2 separate regions of the Mus musculus genome follow, and region 1 is linked to region 2. The links are chromatin contacts, called in public promoter capture Hi-C maps. All regions are on one chromosome and are shown on one strand. The core of a region is the stretch at or near the end of the contact, and the rest is flanking DNA. Distances in the headings are between cores, read along the strand shown. Region 1 holds the start of Rab9 (RAB9, member RAS oncogene family). Region 2 holds the start of Mospd2 (motile sperm domain containing 2).

Region 1 (3,923 bases), core at 526-3,025, 1.5 Mb before region 2:
AAACCAAACACAAATTTTTTTGTAGTGTTGTGGATTGAAACTAGATCTTTGGTTGGTGGTTTAGTCCCTGGGAGCTCTAGGGAACTCTGGTTGTTTTACCCTATTCCAACATATTTACTTTTTTTGTTTTATATTTTAGTTTATTATCCACTAGAAGCCTATTTGTTTCCTACTGAGAGACAGAAAGGGGATGTATATGGATGGAGGGATGTGGGGAGGAACTTGGTGTAGATGGAGGGATACCCTATTTGAGAAAAAATGTTTTCAATAAAAGAAAAAAGATCTGATTTAGATGAGGATTGTTTTGGCTTGGTTTGGTTTTTCTGAGACTGTGTGTGTGTGTGTGTGTGTGTGTGTGTGTGTGTAACAGTCCTGGCTGTCCTGAAACTCACTTTGTAGATCAGGCTGACCTTGAACTCACAGATATCTGCCTGCCTCTGCCTTCTGAGTGCCCGGTAAAAAGACACCACCACACCTGGTTTGAGAAATCATTTTTTATATGTAACTTTTCAACATATGATTATTTAATAATATAATTACTAATAGATTACTTATAAAATATATACATTACTGAGATTTCACATTGATAATGGGTTAGAGAAAATATCAACATTTCGATGATTTAAATGTCAGTTAATGGATAAATTGTGTACTATTTCATTCTGTTTTTCCTTGTATGTGAAAAGCATAGTCATTTTTCCCTTAGAGAAGGTCTCATATAGCCTATGTACCAACTCCCTATGTGCCATGAGGATCTTGAGCTCCTGTCTCTGCTTCTAGAATGCTAGGCTTCTGTGATGTCGGGGTTGGAACCATGATTTCATGTATGGTGGACAAGCACTCGACCTTGACTTGTATCCCAGCTCACTTTTCCATATGCAACAGATTTGTATATCGATAAACCTTTACTCAGATGTCCGTGGGGGAAATATTCTGCACACATAAAAATAGATTCCTTTTTATAAGAAAAAAAATCATTGAAATTCAAACTGGAACTCAGTATTTATTATGAGCCTTATTTTCATAATTATTCTAAAATCATACTTGTGAGAAACTTTGCTAACTGTAATCTTTCTGGCGCCTGATGAAAGGTTATTACTTGAAAATGGCTCCACAAAGAGGCAGACATTATGTAAATTGTTGTGGATCACGAAAGTGAATGTCTTCTCTTAGAAACTAAACATAATCTATATGTTTATGGGGAGCTAAGAATCTTTCTTCCAGGGACTTTTATTTTTACCACCTATGTACTCAATTCCTCATATAAATCAAAGGAATACAAACACCTCTGACCCTATATTTTGCCATTATTATTATTGTTTTGTTTGTTTTTCGACACAGGGTTTCTCTGTGTAGCCCTGGCTATCCTGGAACTCACTCTGTAGACCAGACTGGCTTCAAACTCAGAAATTTGCCTGCCTCTGCCTCCCAAGTGCTGGGATTAAAGGCGTGAGCCACCACCGCCTGCTTTTTTTTTTTTAAATGGTGCAATACTGCTACGTCATAGTACTCATATGTTCTCTACTTTAAACTTTAAGAATAAATTATTATTTTGTGACCACTGTTAGAAGAAACGCAGGTGGGAAGACCAGAGCAGCAGCTAGTACAAAGAAAAACTGCGATCTTGCAAAGCAGTCTGTGGGAAGAGCAGATTCCAGACTTCCTGGCTCAGTCTTCCTTGGGCCTAATTCCTGTGATCCAGACTAGGATCTTAGCCTTAGCGGTTGGGCTCGCAGCCGCAGGCCACGCCCACAGGAAAGACCCCGACCTACAGCTCCTGGCCTGGTGCTACCGCCACAGGCCCCTCCCCGCAGCTCCTGGCCCCGCCCTAAAGACTTAGGTCCCGCCCCTGACCCGGGTCTGGTTTTACCACTCCAGACCCTGCCTCACTGCCTCAGGCCCCGCCCCGTCGCCCCACTGTCAAGGCCTCGCCCCTCCGTCTTGGCCCCGCCCCGGCCGCCCGCCATATTGGTTCTTCTGCCCCAGTCGCTCCCTCTTGGAAGCGCTCTCGACGTTCCGGAGTCTCTGGCCTTCTTCCTGCCCTGGTTGCACCCAGGCGTGTTGGCGAGCCGCCCCCAGGACGTCCAGTGTGTGTCTGCAAGGTGAGCGGGGGTCATCCTTCCATTTGAGGTCCGGCCAGAGCTGGTTAAGAGCGCGCGTAGCCTGAGCTGAGCTGCTGGAGCGGAGGGCCGCCGGGGCGGCGGGCGAGCCAAATTGGCGCGGGTCAGTAGATTGCTGGGCAACAGGGGTAGTTAGCTTGTCCCCAAGTCTCCTGAAAATTCCTACGTCAGTAGGAAGAAAGACGGGTTTTCACATTCAAGCACGGGAAGAAGATCACACACCCAACCACTCGGGACATACACGCGCGCGCGCACACACAAACACATACACGCAGACCGACCGATCGGCCTTACTAGAGAGGAAGAGATATCCCTTCCAAAAACATCATCTCAGGAAAGAGATATACCCCAAATACTTGGGAATAGGATGGTGGAACGATGCTCACGGGACCAATGACATTACCTGGGTACACACTTACACATTAGTCTTTCCCCTAACCACACGGGGACACCCACATACTCGAGACCAAACCTTGCGCCACAGTGACTGACTAATGCTGGGGAAAGCAAGCTTGTGTTATTTGAGTTTGGCGACCTCTGACATACTACCCTTTGACCCACTCAGGTGAGAGAGCTTGGAAGATAAAGCCAGGGCAAAGACCTTGTAGGCGGTTGGGAACATCGTCAGATATCAGATCTTGGCCGAGGTTTCAAAATCGCGTTCCTTTCTTCCTTCCATCTTAGTGAAAAGACCAGAGGAGACTTTTAAGTACTGACCAAATGGTTGGTGAACGTATTATGGTTCTGTTTTGTTTTGTAAATGATGACACATCCCGTGATCATACTTCTTTTGAGGAATAACTTCTGCAAGTTTCCAAATTGGCACGTGACCAGTCTTTTCACAGCGTCCTCATAAAATCAACAGACTGAATTTGGTTTTTGTTTTGTTTTGCTGGTACAAGTTTTGTCTTTTTCCTTGCTAGCACCACTGCAATGGAAAATCCCTACACTGCCTGAAATCTCAACTAGAATTGAAGGAAACCCAGGGCTTTCAACTAAGGACTATTTACCTTTTTCTTTTCGTTCTTTTTCTTCCATTGCTGGAGCCCAAACCTAGGGTCTTGTGCTTGGCTAAGAAAGAGCTGTACCCCTGTGCAAAATTCCCAACTCCTGTCTCAGCTAAGGGACTTAAGTACCCTGCTTTTACTTTGTCTTTTATTTTTATTTATTTTTATTTTTTTAAAACCTTAATAGGTTTTTTTAAAAAAGATTTATTTATCATTGTACATAAATTCACTGTAGCTGACTTCAGACACACCAGAAGAGGGCATCAGATCTCATTATGGGTGGTTGTGAGCCACCATGTGGTTGCTGGGATTTGAACTCAGGACTTTTGGAAGAGCAGTCAGTGCTTTTACCCGCTGAGCCATCTCACCAGCCCTACTTTGTCTTTTATAATCTTAGGTCAAAGTTATCACTACTTGTGTAGCACTCCAAGTAACTTAATACATTCGAGTGTCGTGTTTTCATGTCGTGCATGGCAGTGTCTTCTTGCTTTTGGGGTTCTTCGTGTGCTTTGTAGTGTTTTGCTGTACTGAAACATTTATGGCATGGAGGCTTACTTATTTAGAACATTGGGGGAATTTAAGGATATTTGTGTTTTATTTTCTGGAAGGTTAAAGTAGACAAGCAAAAATCAGAGCATCTATTGTTGGAGAGTAGGAAAATACATTTGTGGTGGTCTCTCTTTTCTAGCCTGATCCTTTTACATTTCCCCTGTCCAACTACTTCCATTTTATCCTATAGTACTCTGAAGGCCCGAAGTTCTCTTAGTAATAGCAATTTCTTTTTTCTAGCCTCCCT
Region 2 (4,015 bases), core at 967-3,466:
TGGACAACTGAAAGACAAGGATTTCCCCATGATAGCACAAGAACTTTGCTTGCTCATTAAATGGCATTGCTTGTTTGCCGGCCACTCTAATGCATCAAGTCTCTGTGTTGATCCAGTTCCAACTGCAAATGGATTCCAGTTGAGGCCTTTAATCCTAAAGAAAAAAAAAAGAGAGAGAGAGAGAGACTGAAGAGAACAGATACAGAACAAAACAAATGTTGTTAGAAACTTATTTATCACAAGCTAGCTAATAGATCTTAGATGTTCTCTTTAAAGTACCTTCTGTCAGAGAACTGGGGAAAAGTGCTTAGCTGTGAATGCCTGAACAAGTGGGAGGAGCAGAGTTCACTAGGGAAAAAAACAAACAAACAAACAAACAAACAAACGAAAAAAGAAAACAACCCTGATACAGTGATGTGCCCTGCAATCAGTGCATTCCTTTCTTGAGATGGGAGACCCTCCTGAAAGCCCACAGGAATTATAAAGCTGCAATATGCAAAGCAGCAGCAGAAACTAGAAAGACTGCCTCAGCAGAGTAGAAGGTAAGAACAACTCCAGAAAACTATCCTGTGACATTCATCTGTGTACCACGCCCGCGAGAGCACGCACACACACACTCGAGCACCCCCCACACACACACATGGGTATAATGAACAAGTAATTTATGAAACAGATGACTACAGATTTTAACCCAGCAATGAACTGAACTGTGTTTCTTTGGCAACTGCATTTCCAACCTGACCCCATATGAAACAATACTACAACCGGGAAATATATACTGCACTCCTATTTGCAACATAAAAATTAAGAACTTGAATGATTACCATTAAGAAAATAAACAGATGGAATATCACACTACAGTTAAAAGGAATGTAATCCTTACCATGATGGTTGACTTTTAGTAAAGAATATGGGTATCAAAGTAGGGAAGTGGGAGTCTAGGGGAGCTCGGAGTTACTCAAATATTTTTATGAAAGTTTTCAAACAAACTTTAAACAATGTGTTCAAATTTTCCCATAAAAACAAATATTGAAAACGCTTTGGGAAAAGATGTTAACTGCCTTTTTAAGGTCAACCAGCTACAGACTAGGTAAAACGTGGGTTGTCCTTTTTGGCAGAGGGGCAGGGCTGCTGAGGCTGGAACTTGAGGTCTCCAGCATGTGCTGGACCTGTGATCGACATCCCCAGTGCCTGGGAAAACGTTTTCTCTAATTGCCAGTACAAGTAGTCTTCAGTGTTGGTCAGTTTTTAAGAAAGGCAGCATTGTTATGTTCAACTAAGCCACCAAAGCTAATAGTTTGTTGTAGTACTTTATAAATCTAAGCTTTCACCAGTCTCGGCAATGTTTGCATTTCACCCTGGATAAGTATTGCGACCTGTCCTGCAAGCTTGGCAGCATCGTTGGCTTCTCCCCATTAGAAATCAGCTACACTCCCATTCTAGAGCGGTGACACCCACAAATGTCACTTACATGGCAGGAACAAGAGTCTACCCCCACCTCGTTAAGAACAAGTAACTCAAAATAACATCTTTCCTTTTAACTTTCTATAACCACTTAACTCAGAGTTCAAAGACGGTTGCCTTGTGAGCGTCTCCCAGTCCACAACTGTGGTGGTTATACCTGTAACCAGGATCAGAGAGACTGACACAGAAAACTCATGTCTGAGAAGGGAGGCCAACCTAGGCTACAGACCAAGTTGCCAGCACTATAAAGCCAGACACCACAGCCAAAAGAAAAGAACCTTAACAGAAATAATCGCCGAATATAGCGAATACTCACAATGCAAGTTATCTGCGAGCGGTCAGGAGAAAACCAAACCAAACCAAAACCAGTTCTCCAAGGCTGCCAAATTGCCACGTTCCAGTTGCACCAAAGGACTCCAAACCTCCCGCCCGCGCATTGCACGCTGGGACAACCGGCCCAATAGTTGCCTGAACAACTCAGGCGGCAAAGCCTGCAGGAGGTGGTAGCCAGAGGGGACCTGGGAGGGGCGGAGCCTCCGAGGGCTGGAAGCAAATGGCCAGCTGAGCTGTAGGGGCTGAGCTTCAGGGAAAAGCATCAGAGTGCTCCAGGCTACTTGGGGCGGGACACCGGTGCCAGGAGGTCGTCGGAAGGCGGGGTTTCTCCTTTAGAGAAGCAAGTGGGAGCCCAGCAGAGCACTTATTCCCGCCTCTACCCCGGACAACACTATGGGATTGGACAGTGTGGAGGCACTTCCTTCTACGTTCCGGTGTCACGCGACCCCCTCCCCCCCTCCCTCCCTTCTTGATCTACCTTTGGGCTGGGCTGGCTGGTGATGAGACACTTGGCTGCAGGCTGTGGAAGGAGCGACGGGTACAACCACAATAGGTTCCGCGACTGTGACCATGGCCGAGGTGAGCAGCACCTCATCGCTGCCTGGGCCGTGAGCCTGGAAGACAGCTTCCAGGCCCAGGGCCCGTGCGCTCCGGTGCAGGTGAGCTGTGTTGGGAGTGATCTGGGTAAGGACCGAGAGCATCTTAAGGTTTTGTTGTGTCTCCTATCCAGAATAACGCTCAGAATAAAGCCAAGCTAATCTCAGAGACCCGGCGGAGATTCGAAGCTGAGTATGTGACAGGTAAGCATGCTTTCTGTGACTTAAAGTGGGGTGTGCAGTGAGCATATCCAACTTTTACTGGTGTGTTTGTGGGTGTTTTGACGGGAGATGTTAAGAGACCTTTCCAACCTTCACTGGAAAGATGCTGTACATGTTTCAAAGGTTTTGCCATACTGTGTGCGCTGCTTTACTTGGGCAGATGGTGGGCTTCCTTTAAACGGTTAGTGAAAGTTAGAAATCAAAATGCCTAGCATCTCCTTATATCCATGGGCCTCACAGGCTATGAACATATTGGCCAATGACATAGGTGACACTGTTCAGTTCATGGCTCCTTCGCTGGCCTTTCACCAGAAAACGAACCTGGAAACTGCCATTGTACTGTTGCCATATAGTTTGTACATAATTTGGTAATCCAGTTCCTTTTATTTTGCTTAATTCCGCTTCTTAAAACCAAAAGTGCTACGCACAAGTTCTCGCTCCACACTGTACTTAAAAGTTTCTGTAAGTGCAGAACTGGTTTATTGGTTGAATAATCTGGTCACTGTCATAGAATCTTGTCAAGTACTTAATCTGCTGACTTAGTGCTTGTACATTGTTTTTAAACATTTGGAATAAGTTGCCTTGATTGATACTAATGTAGCCCCCTTCCACAAAATAGCTTACTTCCATGTTCCGAGTTCCTGTTTCCATATCTATGAAATGCAAGTAAGGTTAAGAATTAAGTGAAGAAACGTGTATCAGACCATCAAGTGTGGAACTAAATCCAGTAGGTGGTCAATTTAGATTTTGCCTCAGTCATTGGTTACCATGGAAAGAACTAAACTGTTGTATTTTGATTGTAGTGCTTGGCAGAAGAGTCATACACCTTTATACTGTTCTGTGCTATATATCAGTTCATGACCTAGAACAAATAACTAAGTCCATTCCAAGTAGCCTGGCCCGTAAATCTTTTCATGCCTCCTGGCCAATTTTCTTCATGTACCAAACTTTGTACCAGAGAGTTGCAAAAGCACTCTATTAACTTTTAGCACAGAGATCTTATTCATGTCTATTATCATCTCTGGTTACAGTAAAGAAGTACTTCTAAAATAACTTTCTATAGGAGTATACTTCATCGCTATGTGGTTTATAGTAAGTTGAGATATAACTCATAACTAATGAATTGGCCATTCTACAATCATCATTTACTTATGCTCAAGGAAACAAGCAGAAAATAGATGAATTATGCAATCTCCAAGGTCTTAAAAGGTCACCGTGATGCCACTGTCTCATCTTTAAATGAGGGAAGTGATGTGTAGTACGATTAAGCAATTTGCTCAGAATCTCGGGTGTTAGAGTCTTAGCTTGGCTTGCTATTCAAGCCTTTTGGATTTCAACTTTAGTAATCTTTCAGCAACGTTGTGATGTCAAATTAGATCATGTCATTCCCCAGCTTGAAA

What was found. Promoter capture Hi-C pulls out the DNA fragments that hold promoters and counts their contacts.
Region 1: a contact with region 2 is called in a promoter capture Hi-C map of liver, with 4 times the contacts expected there. The contact joins the promoter of Rab9 here to the promoter of Mospd2 in region 2. A contact is called at or near these places in 7 of 39 promoter capture datasets (the C10 cell line, the HPC-7 cell line, HPC-7-derived erythroid cells and 4 more), 1 of 115 datasets of contacts at active chromatin or transcription factors (astrocytes) and 1 of 9 other capture datasets (liver).

Annotation. Positions count from the first base shown.
Region 1 is chrX:166,477,719-166,481,641 of GRCm38.p6, reverse strand. It overlaps Rab9 (RAB9, member RAS oncogene family), which reads left to right and starts at 1,775. Exons shown (of 3, transcript NM_019773.2): 1 at 1,775-2,102.
Region 2 is chrX:164,978,576-164,982,590 of GRCm38.p6, reverse strand. It overlaps Mospd2 (motile sperm domain containing 2), which reads left to right and starts at 2,216. Exons shown (of 15, transcript NM_029730.4): 1 at 2,216-2,376; 2 at 2,528-2,597. The coding sequence starts at 2,368. It overlaps Fancb (Fanconi anemia, complementation group B), which reads right to left and starts at 1,999. Exons shown (of 9, transcript NM_001146081.1): 1 at 1,781-1,999; 2 at 1-154. The coding sequence starts at 67.